Linked DNA regions of Mus musculus: regions 1 and 2 are each linked to region 3. Evidence: chromatin contacts called from public HiChIP or PLAC-seq and promoter capture Hi-C data. All regions are on one chromosome and are shown on one strand. The core of a region is the stretch at or near the end of the contact, and the rest is flanking DNA. Distances in the headings are between cores, read along the strand shown.

Region 1 (4,841 bases), core at 1,331-3,830, 2.6 Mb before region 3:
GATTAAAATCAGGTGAATTACACAAAAATACATCATTAATTTTAATTCCTCTCCATGGACAATTCAATTAAAGTAAGCACGGAAGGAAGCAGTCATCAGTGCGGTTTAGTTTTTCTTCAACAAGGAGAGGTGCTGAGATTATGGAAAGGATTCAGCTACAGGCACAATTCATTTCTCGGACTACGGGTAGCGGGTAGCGGACGATCTGGGTAGCAGCAGCTAGAGAGACAATCTAGCTTTATTCTAAGCCTCCCAGTCAACCCACAGGGACAGCAGCCGCCCAGTGTCCGGTTTTATGTAAATCACTGTCGGCTCCGGGCGTGGAGGGTGCTTCAGGACGCTGGCCAGCCTGGCCCGCAACACTCTAGTTTCTTAGTCCTCTTGCTCCAAGCGAAAATCGTTCGGAAAAGGCCTCAGTTGCATCAATTAGTTTGCGCAGAATGCTTCGGTGTTTAGCTTCGCCTTAACCCAATTAAGCCGCACAGCGAGCCCAGAAAGATGCGCCACCTGCGCCTGGCTGCAGTCGGCGGCCGTGGGATCCTGAGTCCTTCTGTTGGACTGAGGGAACCAAGGCCTCGGCGTCGAAGCTACATCGAGTCCCATAGTCCGGGGTGAGGCACGGGGCGCGCGCTCACCCGGGAAGGTGAGGGCCAAGTATTCCTGGGTGTTCTGAGTACAGCACACGCTTGGCTGGGGCCATTCGAGGGCGGGCAGGCGATGAGAGCGAAGGGCACCGAGAGTGTTTTGCAGCGATGGATGTGAGTGGGGGTCATCCAGACACCCAGAAAGCTTTACAATTAGCCTGAGAGCAGATGAGCCAAGGAAGACAGCTGGGTGGGGTAGGGTATACGCAAGGGTTGTGGGGAGAGCGCTTGCCCGTCGCACCCCATCCTGGGGAACTACGCGTCCCCAGCGGCTGCTCCCTGCCTGCCGCACAGCTCTTTCTTGTTGATCTGGCGCTCTGGGTTGCCTCTTCCAGCCCCTCTTCAGCTGCCAAAAGGTAGCTGCGCATTCACCCGCGATGCCTGCAAACTGGGGAGGGGCTTTGCAGGTCCCCAGTTCCCTCTCCCAAGGGAATGGTCTTGGGGAATGGAGTAGGAGGCCATCTAAGCGCCAAATGTGATGTACTATTTTAATCTAATTCGGAATCTATCACTCTTGGGTAACAAGAAACGAAATTAGAGCTGGCCCTGTGATGCTTAAAAGGTGGGAGTCTTCAGCAGTAGCCCATTAACAGTGCGTACACAGGTGCTACCATACCCGGGCACTGAAAATTCTCTTAATTTGAAATTAACAGAACTTTGTACTAAAGGCAGAGAACTGAAAACTACGACATAAGCCCTAACTACCCTATCTTTAGTTCATGTGCACTGAGGACTCAACTGGTCATGGTACTGGAAGGAAGAGCGACCTATAAAACCCTCCCTAGGGTTCCAAAATCCAAAAGCTCCTCAGGTTCCAAAAAGAAAAGCTCATTTCTTTGAAATTTCCAAGATGAAACTTAAATAAATAATAAAAATCCCTAACCTGAATGGTTACAAATTATTTTTTTTGGAAGCCATTAGCCATTTTCTCATAATCAAATTATTACATCCCATAAGATTAGGAACCTACTGTTGGTCACCACTGAGGGTTTCTGAGGTGGAAGATCCATCTTTAAGCCTGCAGGGGCAAACAAACTGTAATGGCCACACCTTCCAGTGCCAAGCAAGCTCATCTCTGTGAATTCTCTAGATCCTTCTCTACAAGACAGCTCACTATGAGATGGCACTCAAGCTTTCTCTAAATCTCAGAAAACACCTTCAGGAAGTGTTTCCACTACAGCATACAGCCCTATCTGCTGTCTGGTATTTCAGCACTGGCCAATCTAGCTACAGACAAGGGAAACTGCAAACAGGTGAACTTGTTTTAATTAAAAGGCTCCATTTTTAGTTGGGTAGATATCATCGACTCCGTTGAGCAATACTTCTTAAATTCCTCTCAGCAAATGCAAATGGGGAAAACCTAGGTTAAAAAGAGAAGAGACTCTGCCTAAGGTTTGGAAACATTCTGACTGCGAACACGAACACGAGTGAAGACTAAAGAACTCCCCCAGCTGAAGCCAGCAGTCAGTCAGTAAGCAAAGTTCTAACTTGCACTAAAAAGACCCCAGGGATTAACGGGCATTAATTACCTTACTCTAAATGCAAGTTAGTGACTTTGTTCTAGAAGCCCCTTTGACTTCGCTAATTGGTGGATGACCATTAGTACAACTGGATAGCTCATCAGAGGTGAACAGACAAGTGGGCTTTTCAGCAAAGAGAACCACTTGTCTTCACCAAGTCTTTTCCAAATGTCAATATGCTTCAAGTTATACCAAAGCTGGGAGATTTCATCTTGCTTTTCAACCTGTCTAGGTGGCCTGGGTGGGTTTCTGCCGGCAGCAGTTTCCTACCTTTGGTTTCTATGCTTCTATCCACGAGGGGGGATTAATTAGCCGGGCTGAAGCTGGAGGAGGCTGTCGTGACGAGCCCAGTGGCGATTGGCCGCCCGCCTGCCTGGCCCTGCCTTTATAATTTCCACACGAGTGCATCTGGGCTCTTACACAAACCAACAGCAGCTTCTTCTGACAGACACACACTCACCCCCGACGCACACTCTGCACACTTTTCCTCTACCTGATTAACAGTCCTGCACACACCATGATTACGGGAAAACGTAAATAAATACGGAAAGGGGTGATTATTTTGACTACTGGAAGAGCTTTGCTGGGTCTCAGCATAACTTTTGTTTTTATTACCGAGAAGGTGCTCTCTCCACGCGTCTCTCTCTGACACGGATTCTTTAGCGGAGGGGAGAAAAGGGGAGAGCTCAGCCTTTCACTTTAAGACCCGCTAGTCTCGAGCGGGGGAAAAAAGGCCAGCAGGGCAGGGCGGCCCCCTGCTGCAGCTAGTCCGAGAGAGGCTCGGTGCCTTTTGAGCGTGGTCCCCTTTCTCCACCGAAGTTGGCTCCAGCGCTAGCAGCCGCATTGGATCCCACAGCCTATTGCGAGACTCCGGTGTACAATCCGGATCTCTGCCCCAACATGATCGCGGCCCAGGCCAAGCTGGTCTACCACCTGAATAAGTACTACAACGAGAAATGCCAGGCCAGGAAAGCTGCCATCGCCAAAACCATCCGGGAAGTCTGCAAAGTGGTCTCCGACGTCCTGAAGGAGGTTGAAGTGCAGGAACCGCGTTTCATCAGCTCCCTCAATGAGATGGACAACCGCTACGAGGGCCTGGAGGTTATCTCTCCCACCGAGTTCGAGGTGGTACTCTATCTGAACCAGATGGGGGTGTTTAACTTCGTGGACGACGGCTCCCTGCCTGGCTGTGCGGTGCTGAAACTGAGCGATGGGCGCAAGAGGAGCATGTCCCTCTGGGTGGAATTCATCACCGCCTCTGGCTACCTCTCGGCACGCAAAATCCGTTCCAGGTTTCAGACACTGGTGGCTCAGGCGGTGGACAAGTGTAGCTACAGAGATGTAGTAAAGATGGTGGCTGACACGAGCGAAGTGAAACTGAGAATCCGAGATAGGTATGTGGTGCAGATCACCCCGGCCTTTAAATGCACCGGGATTTGGCCGCGGAGTGCTGCCCACTGGCCGCTTCCCCACATCCCCTGGCCAGGACCCAACCGGGTGGCAGAGGTTAAGGCTGAAGGGTTCAATTTGTTGTCCAAGGAGTGCCACTCCCTGGCCGGCAAGCAGAGTTCGGCTGAGAGCGATGCTTGGGTGCTGCAGTTTGCAGAGGCCGAGAACAGACTGCAGATGGGGGGCTGCAGGAAGAAATGCCTCTCTATCCTGAAAACCCTGCGTGATCGCCACCTGGAGTTGCCAGGCCAGCCCCTGAACAACTACCACATGAAGACTCTGGTGTCCTACGAGTGCGAGAAGCATCCTCGAGAGTCGGACTGGGACGAATCTTGCCTGGGCGATCGGCTGAACGGAATTCTTCTGCAGCTCATCTCATGCCTGCAGTGCCGGCGGTGTCCCCATTACTTCTTACCGAACTTAGATCTGTTTCAAGGCAAACCCCACTCGGCCTTGGAAAACGCTGCTAAACAAACGTGGCGACTGGCAAGAGAGATCCTGACCAACCCAAAAAGTTTGGAAAAACTTTAGAGGATGATCTAATCCAGGGCTGACAAGAATGAGCATTCTTCTCAAAGTCCCGACGAAATGAAAACTTCCTGGTTGATTCCTATGTACTATTTCTCGAGACAGTGCAAACAATCTCTTCCTTTAAAAGGAGTAACAACACAACATTTAACCATCATCTCACACAGGGGAAAAACCACACCACAAGCATCTTTATGGAGGCATCCCCCAGCTCCCCCGAAAAGTGCACAACACCCCAAAACAGCTGGCTGCAATGCAAGACCATGGCCAACTCCAGCAAAGGATTATAGTAATCTTGAGACTTAGGTGCGGCTGCCTTCCAGCAAACAGGGCCCGGATGTACCATCGGAAGCAAAGTGTAATGTATATTTTGATCTGTAACAAAAGTTGTGATCTCATGTTGTCTTTGAAAGTGTGGATATTGGTGTTTTGTGATTTGGTGATCAGAACTGAAATTACCATTTTGGAAACTTTCAGACATTTCCCACAGAACAGAGATGCATTTAAAGGTAGATTTCCTCCTGGTACTTTACCTGTCTTTCAAGTGTCTGAACTTAAAACAAAAGTTTACATTTTGTTTCAAATATATTGCTTGTTCTAACATTCCGTAAGTATACTTGAAATGTTATTTAAATATATTCAAAAATTTGAATTCAGCTTATATAATAACGCTTGAATATCTGAATTATATATATATTTG
Region 2 (4,530 bases), core at 821-3,320, 2.2 Mb before region 3:
ATCTCACAAACTTACACTGATTTTTGTGGTGACTTATTTGACGGAGTTTTGCATTCAAGCTGCAATACATACAGAGAAGCAATGGCAGGTGACCTAGCTTTGAGTTGACACACTAGCAAAAAGAAGACAAAAAGTACTCCAACTTTTCCACGAATTTCAAAGGTGCAAAAACAACAGAGTTATCTAATCCACGTCTCAGGGTACCACTGCCACAGCAGCAGTTTTCTTTCAATTTTCCAAAGGCACCAAACAGAAATAATTGCTTCTCTGAAAAGTCAGACCTCATGAGTGTTATAAAAATCCCCAGCAAGCATTTTTCTTTATATTCCTGCGACTTCACACCAAATACAATGGTCAACTGACTGTTACTGACTCACACCTTGCCTTCCCAAACCCAGCCTTACTGAATGTCAAAGGCTAGACAATGCAGAGGAAGCCGGGTTTTTAAGAAGCTTTGCTGAAGAAAGGCAAAACCAAAAACAAAAGAAATGCATTTGCAAAGCGCAAAAGCCATGACCTAGCCTCAATTATGCTCTATTTTGGCTCTTCCTCTCCTTCTGCTGGACCAAGTCATCTTCAACATTGTTTAGGTTCTCTGTAGCTAGCGCAGAACATTAAGTCATACACACTTCTGCAGTAACTCTCTTACCATGAAAGGAGCCAAAACCTAGGCTGCCTTTCAAATCTTTCTTCTGGTCTTTATCCTCAAGCCACCGCAACCATAGAAACCAACCTGTAAGATCCGGTGCCCCCCTTACATTTTAACACCTTCTGCGCCCCACACCCGTAAAGGTAAGAGATCAGCATATCTGGAGAGATACTACAAAGAGGTGAAGATTGCCTAGAGATGGAGGTAGGGGTGAGTACAGGCACAACACGCTCCATCACTGCCACGGAATGTATTTAAAGACAGATGCAAAATCTGCATCATTCGTCGTCCTCCCTGGAAAACCCAGCACCCCAGCTGCTCAAGTTGGAACCAGTGCGCTTCTCCCATTTCAGGAGCACGGGAGGGGGTGGGGGCTGGGGCGCTTGGGGGGACTCGGGCTCTAGGGGCCGGGCTGTCACCCTCTCAGAGCCACAACACGGACAATTAAGAGATGGGGAGAAGAAACTCCCAAAGGACCTGAGGGCCGCTTCACACCTCCACTCACGGCCCAGGCCCTAAGGACCGACCACTCGTCGGAAGTGCCGGGTTGAGTTGGGCACCGCGCGGGTGACAGGAGGGAGGTGGCGCGGCCGTGGCTGCGCGCGGGCGGGCGGGCGGGCGGACGGACAGGAGGCTGAGGGACGCGGGGAGGCAGGGCGCGGACGCCCGGGGTTGGGAGGGGGGGCGCTTACCAGGTTGAGCACGGTCTCCACGATGTCCCTGTTGCTGACCTCGCCGACCTGTATGAGTCCGATCAGAACGGCGAATTTCATACGGATGTTGCGGATCGGCACCGAAGGGTTGATCATGCCCGCCGGCAGCACCACCGGGCCGGAGCCGGCCGCCCCCCGAGGCTCCCCCATGGCGCCTCCGCCGCCTGCACCGCCGCCGGCCCCGACGGCCAGGAGCGCGACGGGCTGCGGCTCGAGCCCCGGGCCCGGCTTGTCGCTCGCCATCCGCCCCGCTGCTGAGGAGCTGTGCAGCGCCGCCGCGCCGCCTCCGCCGGTTCCGTTATCCCCGCCGCGGCCCCCGCCCCCCGGCCGGCGCCTCGCAGCCCCAGCATCCACCAGCGCCGCGGCGCCGGGCCCGCTCCCGTCCGCGCCTCAGCCGGGCCCGGCAGCCGTGCGCGGCGCCTCGCCGACCGCCTCCGGGGACAGCCTCAAGGGTCGCTTCCGAGGTCTCCTCCCGGGCTTGCCGCAGCTGTCTCCCCAGCGAGCTCACGGTCCGCCTCAGCGCTCGCCTCACGGAGCTCCTCGCAGATCGCCTCGGCGCTCTCTGCACCGATCTCCCCGGCTCGCTACCGCCGGCCCGGCCCCCCGCGAGGATGCCGCCTCGTCTCGCACGGCCCTCCGCCCTCCGCCGGGGGCCAAAGCTCGGGCCGCTGCCACCGGCGCCGCTGTTGTTGTGAAGCCCCGACGCCGCCGCTCACTCCGCCATGTTGCCGCCCCCTGCCTGCGGTAGCGGCCACTGCGCCTGCGCGCAGCTTGGGGGGGGCGGAGTCCTCGCTGCACCCCCTCTTTCTCCCGGCGCTCCTCCTCCGCATCCCTCACCCCTCGTCCCTCCCCCACGCGCTGGGACCGGGCCGACAGGTGAGCAGGTGCGCGGGGAGGAGTCGCGAGGGGAAGGACAGGGCTCGCCCGTCCGCTCTCCTTCCCCCTCGGCCTCGCCGTGCGGGCCACGTGCGGTGAGTGGAGGGCCACCTGCTCCCGGCCGCCTTTGCCTCCTCCTGGTCCACCTTGGGTCCGCGGCCCCACCTCGCTGCGGGGGTCTGGAGACAGGCCCAATGTCGCCGGGCTCTTGCCACAGCCCGTGGAGAGGCTGACACCTGCTCACACGGGCGCGGCTTAAAATAGATGCTGTCAAACCGGGAGCCTCTCTGCCAAGCTAGTTCTTGAACTCGCCTCCCTGACTACCCTCATGAGGTGGTTGGGTAGGTGCAGCAAATCCCCTGCTAGAAATCCCCAAAGATCCTCAGGTATGATGCCAGTGGGTGGGTGATCTCCCTTTTCCATAGGCGTATGAGGTTCACAAGAATTGTATGAATTATCAAAATACATTGGAGGTCCTCACGACCAGCCTTAGTCCGTGAGAAAATTTCAATTGAAAACATTATAACACGCACATGGCAATATCTCTGATGGCACTGAGTTAAAACCACGTAAGTATGACTGGTGGTTTCTTCCTTGACATCAAGGATATAGTTTCTTTAATATTTCAAGTGGTCAGCCCTTTTCGATAAAGACATATTGCCAGTCACCAGAAACATTAGAAATCCTAAGGTGTATTCAAATCATTTAAATTGTCATCCCAAACAAAGAAATGGTCAGTATACAAATGAATCATAATGCATAATTTATTACTATTCATCTTCTTTGACTGGTAACTCCCATGATACAGGATCTTATAAACATTTCAAAAGTACCATAGGGCAAACTTTCTTAATACCTGTATTTTCAATTAGTTCTTGGTTATATGTTTATTAGTGGTACAAACTCCCACTGAATTGATTAATTTTTTAAAGTAGTTGCACAAAAGTACCTGAAAAAAGTGGTAAATTGGTATGTCTATTTAAACAAAATAGTAATGGAATTATAACATGCTTACATCATTAAAACTGCTTGAGGAATTTGCAGAGCCTTAAGACTTCAGAGTTTGGCAATTAAGAATTCCAGTGATACTAGATGGTTGTGGAGCAAGCCTTTAACCCCAGCACTAGGGAGGTAGAGGCAAGCAGATCTTTAAATTCCAGGACAGCCCTGTCTACAGATTTTAGTTCCAGGACAACCAGGGCTACACAGAGAAACCCTGTATTAGAAAACAAAAACAATAAAAAGAACTGTGACTTTTAGAACTACCAACAATTTCTGTGCCTGGCTCAGGCAAGCATCATCTAGTTCTATAAGAACTACTTCAGTTGCAAATTTAAAATGCCATATCTCTCTTAAGTTATAAAATCCAAGCTGAAAGGTTATCTTAATCTATATATACACACACACATACATATCTGATGTGTACATATATGAAGTACATATAAATAGATATACAGTAAGTTGTACTTCTTGCTTTATTCTAGACATCTTGAATGAGAGCTTTGAGAGAGACTGACAACCTGATCTTCCCTTTTCCTTTTTTAGTGCATAGCTTGACACCCCTTTGACTGCTCTTAATTTTCTGTTATGTGTCTCAGGCAATAGGTGTGTTCATTTCAGTTTTGTTTTCCTTGTTCGTTTTCAGTTACTGGAGATGAAGAACAGGTAAAGAAAATAATCCCTGCTCAAAGTAGAAAAAGCACACTTTATTAAATTTCAGAAATATTTTTAAGCTTGCTAGTAATGTATTCTGTAGATTATCAGCTCCTTGCCCTCTTTAAAAAAAAAAAATTGGGCATGGTTCTGAATCATCCTTTAACTATCTGTGCAATCTACTCAGGCTATGTGAACTTCAGTATCCTCATTCCTTTAACAGACATGATTAGACCTATCCTACCAATGAAATGATGTCAGTTCAGCAGCAACTAGTATATAGTAAAATACATCTTTGTATCCCTCATACAGGAACTATGTGTGTAGAGTGGCCTATAGACACACACATGAAAGACCAATTACAACCTGTTTACAATGCATTCATCCAATTTAAACTTTAGTTTTCTTCAACATTTGGACCCTTACACCCCATTTTTTAACCACTAATTTTACTCTTAAGCACAGAACACAAACACAACCCAGAAATTCAGCATTTTCACCTCATTTGACACAGGCTAATCATTACCAGCTAACAGACATTTGCATGTCTATTACAAATTCGCAAATTACCAGCTGAAATAGGTGGCTTTCGTATTTCCTATTTAAAGAAATATTATTTTAAACATTAAAAGCTAACCA
Region 3 (4,819 bases), core at 777-3,276:
ATTCAAACTTTATAATCCTAAAATGTCTTGTTAACATTTTCTACTCCCTTTGTAGCAGAAATGTTGTTCCCATTTCTTCAAATTAGTTTTATGTTTACTTTCATGTCATGGTAGATTCCACCTGTTGTTAGAATGAACACTTACAGCCGGGCGTGGTGGCGCACGCCTTTAATCCCAGCACTTGGGAGGCAGAGGCAGGTGGATCTCTGAGTTCGAGGCCTGCCTGGTCTACAAAGTGAGTTCCAGGACAGCCAGGGCTATACAGAGAAACCCTGTCCCGAAAAAACAAAAAAAAAAAAAAAAAAACCAAAAAGAATGAACACTTACAGATTACTCTTCCCCCTTTAACGTGTGGCTGAAGAATACCACCCTAATAATCAGAAAAGGAAATTTAATAAGATAATGTAATGTCACGATCAAGCATGTGGTTTTTATTTTTCTGAAACTCCTATGGTCAACAATACCCACTGATAATTAATTTTAACATCAGCATTAAAATAATCTCTTATAAATTCACATTGGATTAACAAGCCAATTATTTCTACGTACTGTCTTGAGAAATTACTGAAATTATAGATTTAGAAATGAAGCATTCCCTCAGCTATCTCGGCCACAATAACACCAGCATGTAACACTTATTTTCTTTTTTCTTCTGCCCCCCTCAAGAAGCAGGGATGTTACTGTGAGGTATTGGTTTATATACTGACCTCTGTCACTTGGGTTTGAAGGACAGTTTCTATTGAGTTTAAAATATCTATCTCCATACATTACAGCTAAATACCTAGAAAGTGTTGTGTAAATTTTAATTTTCAATCCGTTTTTGGATCAAAGAGTTCTTTAAAGATTAGAGAACTGAGTAAACTACTTTAAACGAGTCAGCCTGATATGATCTCTAAAAGCTGCAACAAATCTGACATCTTAATTTCCAGCAAAACTTCTCAGATTTTAGCTAACTTAGAGTTGTTTTCATGTGTCAAGAGTTCAAGAGTGGTCGGTGTTTAAAATAACATCCTCACTCTCCCAATGTGGAGACACTTGCCAGCACTTGGGAGGCAGAGGCAGGAAGCTCACTACAAGTTCAAGGCCACTTTGGTTTAAGTAAGTAGCCTGGGCTACAAGAGGTCTCATAACAACAAGACTCGATTTTGATTGGGAAGTAGCTACAAGATGGAAAAATTCAGTGGCACTTTCAGAGCTGCTGTCTGACTTAGTAGTGGAAGAAAAAGGTATTCTCTTACTGTGCATGATCCAAAGCAAACCAAAGAACAACATGGCTCTAACAGGAGCCTTAGAACAATCAAAAGAGCTACACTTATTTAACACTGTAGGCTTTTCAACGTTGGAACCTATAAGCAGATTTCATGTTCAACGTCTCGAAAGTTTAAATGAACTCTTCCAGCCTTGAACCACAACAAGTGAAAATTTGGAATATGTTATTAACTCCTAATCTTTTTCGAAACCGACTTTACTTTGGGCAAGTAACCATCCCTGTCGCCGCCGCTTTTTATAGACAGAATTTCTGTCTGAAAGATCATCTTTCTAACTCAGTCTGGCTTGATGTTCTGTGTTAGTCACCCTCGTTTCTCTTAAATCTCACTTCTCCCACTATCCTAGTTAACATATATTTTCAGGACTTTTAACCCGGTTCGCTTTCTCCAGCTATGCACCTCTTCGGCAGCTGGATCGCCCTACTTTTTTCCCCTATCGCCCAGGTTCCTCTAAGACTATGCTAAACATTAGACCGAGCACATGACCTCCAGTCATCCAGGATCGCCACACGCCGGCCCTAAACCATGCGATGCCCCAGGCTTACAAATTAAAACCGTCTTCTGGCTTTTCCTCTCCTAGTGAACCTGCAGTGTGGAAATTTAAATTTAAAAATTTTTTAAATAAAAGAACCCGCTCCCTTTTCTCTACCCCCTTGGCCCCGCCCACGAACCCCCCTCAAGCCTCCACGCGAAGCCGCAGGAAACCGGAGGGGGCGGGGCGGTGACGTCACGACGCCGGCGCGTCACGGAACGGCGGCGGCTGCGGCGCTGGCGGTGGCTGCGGCAGCGGCGGCATTTTAGTCTGCGGCGGCAGCGGCTGCGGGGCTGCTGCTCCTCCCAGCATCCCTGGCGCGGCCATTTCAGCCCCATCTTGGCCGAGTGGAGGGAGCTGCAGCCGCTGCTTCAGCAGTTTGAATTTCTGTTTTGTTTTGTTTTGTTTTTTCCCTCCGGAGTCTCCGAGCCGGCCGCGCCGCGGAGAAGCGGAAGGCGCCGCCACCGGTTCCCCTCACGCCGCCGAGCACCTCCGCTCGCTTGCCGTTCCTTCAGCCGCCGCCGCCGCCCCTCACGCGCCTCAGAGCCGCGAGGAGGCCGGGCCCGCCGCCGCCGCGGGTGGCTCCCTGAGGGAGGCCAGACTGCCGGCCTTCCCCGCCCCCGAGCGGGCTTCCGCCGCCACCGCCGGCATGGCCCCCGGACTGCGCTCGGGCTAGAGCCCGGGACGGAGGGCTGCCTCCCGCCGCGGACCTCCAGCCCCGTCCGTCAGGAAGCGCCGGTCCCGGCCTCGCCGCTCCGCCTTCTTCCTCCGCGTCGCCGCGCGGGAGCAGCCGCGGGACCCGGCCAGGAGAGCCCGAGCGGGGCAGAACCGCCCCTCACGCCGCCGCCGCCGCCTCCTGCGCCCTGCGCTCCACCCCCAGCCGGGCCTGCTGACCGCGCCGAGCGCCGGGCTGGACTGACCGCGGAGGCTGAGCTGTTGGAGCAGCCGGCCCGCCCCTGGACCACGCTCGGGCCGTCGCTGAGGAGTTGAATTGAGGCACCCCTGCCGCGGGAGGTGAGGAGGGAGGAGGAGGATGTCGCGCCGAGACGCCGGCGCCCAGAGCAGCCCGTGACTTGGCGGCGTGGGCCGTAGACCCAGGCGCGAACTCGGACTTTGTCTTTGGGGGCCCGTGCTCGGCCCTTCTCGGTTTCCGGTGGGGTCCCAGAGGAGCCTCTGCCCTCCAGCCTCTTCCACCATGTCCAAGATGCCGGCCAAGAAGAAGAGCTGCTTCCAGATCACCAGTGTCACCACGGCTCAGGTGGCCACCAGCATCACCGAGGACACCGAGAGCCTGGACGACCCGGACGAGTCGCGCACGGAGGACGTGTCCTCCGAGATCTTCGACGTTTCCCGGGCCACGGATTACGGCCCGGAGGAGGTGTGCGAGCGTAGCTCCTCGGAAGAGACGCTCAACAATGTCGGGGATGCGGAAACTCCCGGGACCGTGTCCCCGAACCTCATCCTGGATGGGCAGCTGGCAGCCGCTTCAGCTGCGCCCGCCAACGGAGGCGGCGGTGGCGTGTCGGCCCGGAGCGTGGCGGGGGCACTCGCCCAGACCCTGGCGGCGGCCGCCGCTTCGGTGTCCACTCCTGGGCCGAGTAGTGCAACTCCATCTCAGCCCCCTGCCACTTGTAGTTCGCGTTTCCGCGTGATCAAACTAGACCACGGGAGCGGGGAGCCGTACCGGCGCGGCCGATGGACGTGTATGGAATACTACGAGCGGGATTCGGATAGCAGCGTCCTCACCAGGTCCGGGGATTGCATTAGACACAGCAATACTTTGGAGCAGACTGCGGAGCGGGACAGCGGCCTGGGAGCCACCGGAGGGTCGGTGGTGGTGGTGGTGGCCTCCATGCAGGGGGCGCACGGGCTGGACTCGGGAACTGACAGCTCCTTGACTGCTGTGTCACAGCTACCCCCGTCGGAGAAAATGAGCCAGCCCACTCTCGCCCAGCCGCAGAGTTTCAGCGTCGGGCAGCCGCAGCCTCCACCGCCCGTAGGTGGGGCTGTGGCTCCAAGTTCGGCGTCGCTGCCGCCGTTCCCGGGAGCGGCGACCGGGCCGCAGCCAATGACAGCAGCCGTTCAGCCAACCCAGCTCCAGGGAGCCGTGGCCGGAGGCGCCCTCCCCGGGCCTGTCGGTCAGGGGCTGCCGCCGCCGCCGAATGTCAACCTGGCGCAGCCTGTGGCCCTGGCAGCTCAGCCCGGCCCGGCCGGCGGCTCCTCGTTGTCACAGCAGTTCGCCTATCCCCAGCCTCAGATACCACCCGGGCATTTGTTGCCGATGCAGCCATCCGGCCAGAGTGAGTACCTGCCGCCGCACGTGGCCCTGCAGCCGCCAAGCCCTGCGCAGCCCTTGTCTACCAGCGCTAGCGCCACCTCTGCTTCCGCGGCCAGCTTTCCTCTGGGGTCTGGCCAGAGCGTCTCCTCCTTGGGTGCCCAGATGATGGGCGCCTCCGCCCAGCCCAGTGAAGCTGTGGCCCCGGGTCCGGTTCCTGTAGGCCAGGCCGCTCCTTGTCAGCCGGCCGGAGTGGCCCCAGCTGCTCTAGGAGGCGTGGTGCAGCCAGGCTCCGGGCTTACTGGGGTTGGGCAGCCCCAGCCCGTGCAGCCTCCGCAGCAGATGGGTGGCAGTGGTCAGCTGCCAGCCGTGCCTGGTGGTCCTCACACCGTGGTGCCCGGAGTTCCAAACGTGCCTGCAGCGGTACCCGTTCCAAGCGTGCCTAGTGTGCCCACCACTTCTGTTACTATGCCAAATGTACCCGCGCCTCTGGGCCAGTCTCAGCAGCTGAGCAGCCATACGCCAGTCAGCCGGAGCAGCAGCGTCATCCAGCAAGTTGGTTCACCCTTAGCTCAAGGCACACACAGTGCACCAACAAGTCTACCACAGTCTGACCTAAGCCAGTTTCAGACTCAGACCCAGCCTTTAGTCGGGCAAGTTGACGATACTAGAAGAAAATCAGAACCCCTACCTCAAGCACCACTTTCTCTCATTGCTGAAAGTAAGCCTGTTGTGAAGCCTCCA

What was found. Promoter capture Hi-C pulls out the DNA fragments that hold promoters and counts their contacts. HiChIP or PLAC-seq counts read pairs in DNA pulled down with a chosen protein or histone mark.
Region 1: a promoter capture Hi-C map of second pharyngeal arch cranial neural crest shows a contact between it and region 3. The contact joins the promoter of Mab21l1 here to the promoter of Tsc22d2 in region 3. A contact is called at or near these places in 2 of 39 promoter capture datasets (cranial neural crest and second pharyngeal arch cranial neural crest), 1 of 484 Hi-C or Micro-C datasets (cerebellum) and 1 of 115 datasets of contacts at active chromatin or transcription factors (astrocytes).
Region 2: an H3K4me3 HiChIP or PLAC-seq map of stem cell-derived neural progenitor cells shows a contact between it and region 3, with 9 times the contacts expected there. The contact joins the promoter of Nbea here to the promoter of Tsc22d2 in region 3.

What each region holds. Positions count from the first base shown.
Region 1 is chr3:55,779,930-55,784,770 of GRCm38.p6, forward strand. It overlaps Mab21l1 (mab-21-like 1), which reads left to right and starts at 2,581. Exons shown (of 1, transcript NM_010750.3): 1 at 2,581-4,841. The coding sequence starts at 3,065. The coding sequence ends at 4,144. The region is part of intron 41 of Nbea (neurobeachin); the gene reads right to left.
Region 2 is chr3:56,181,631-56,186,160 of GRCm38.p6, forward strand. It overlaps Nbea (neurobeachin), which reads right to left and starts at 2,071. Exons shown (of 58, transcript NM_030595.1): 1 at 1,342-2,071. The coding sequence starts at 1,605.
Region 3 is chr3:58,412,694-58,417,512 of GRCm38.p6, forward strand. It overlaps Tsc22d2 (TSC22 domain family, member 2), which reads left to right and starts at 2,027. Exons shown (of 4, transcript NM_001081229.2): 1 at 2,027-4,819. The coding sequence starts at 2,996.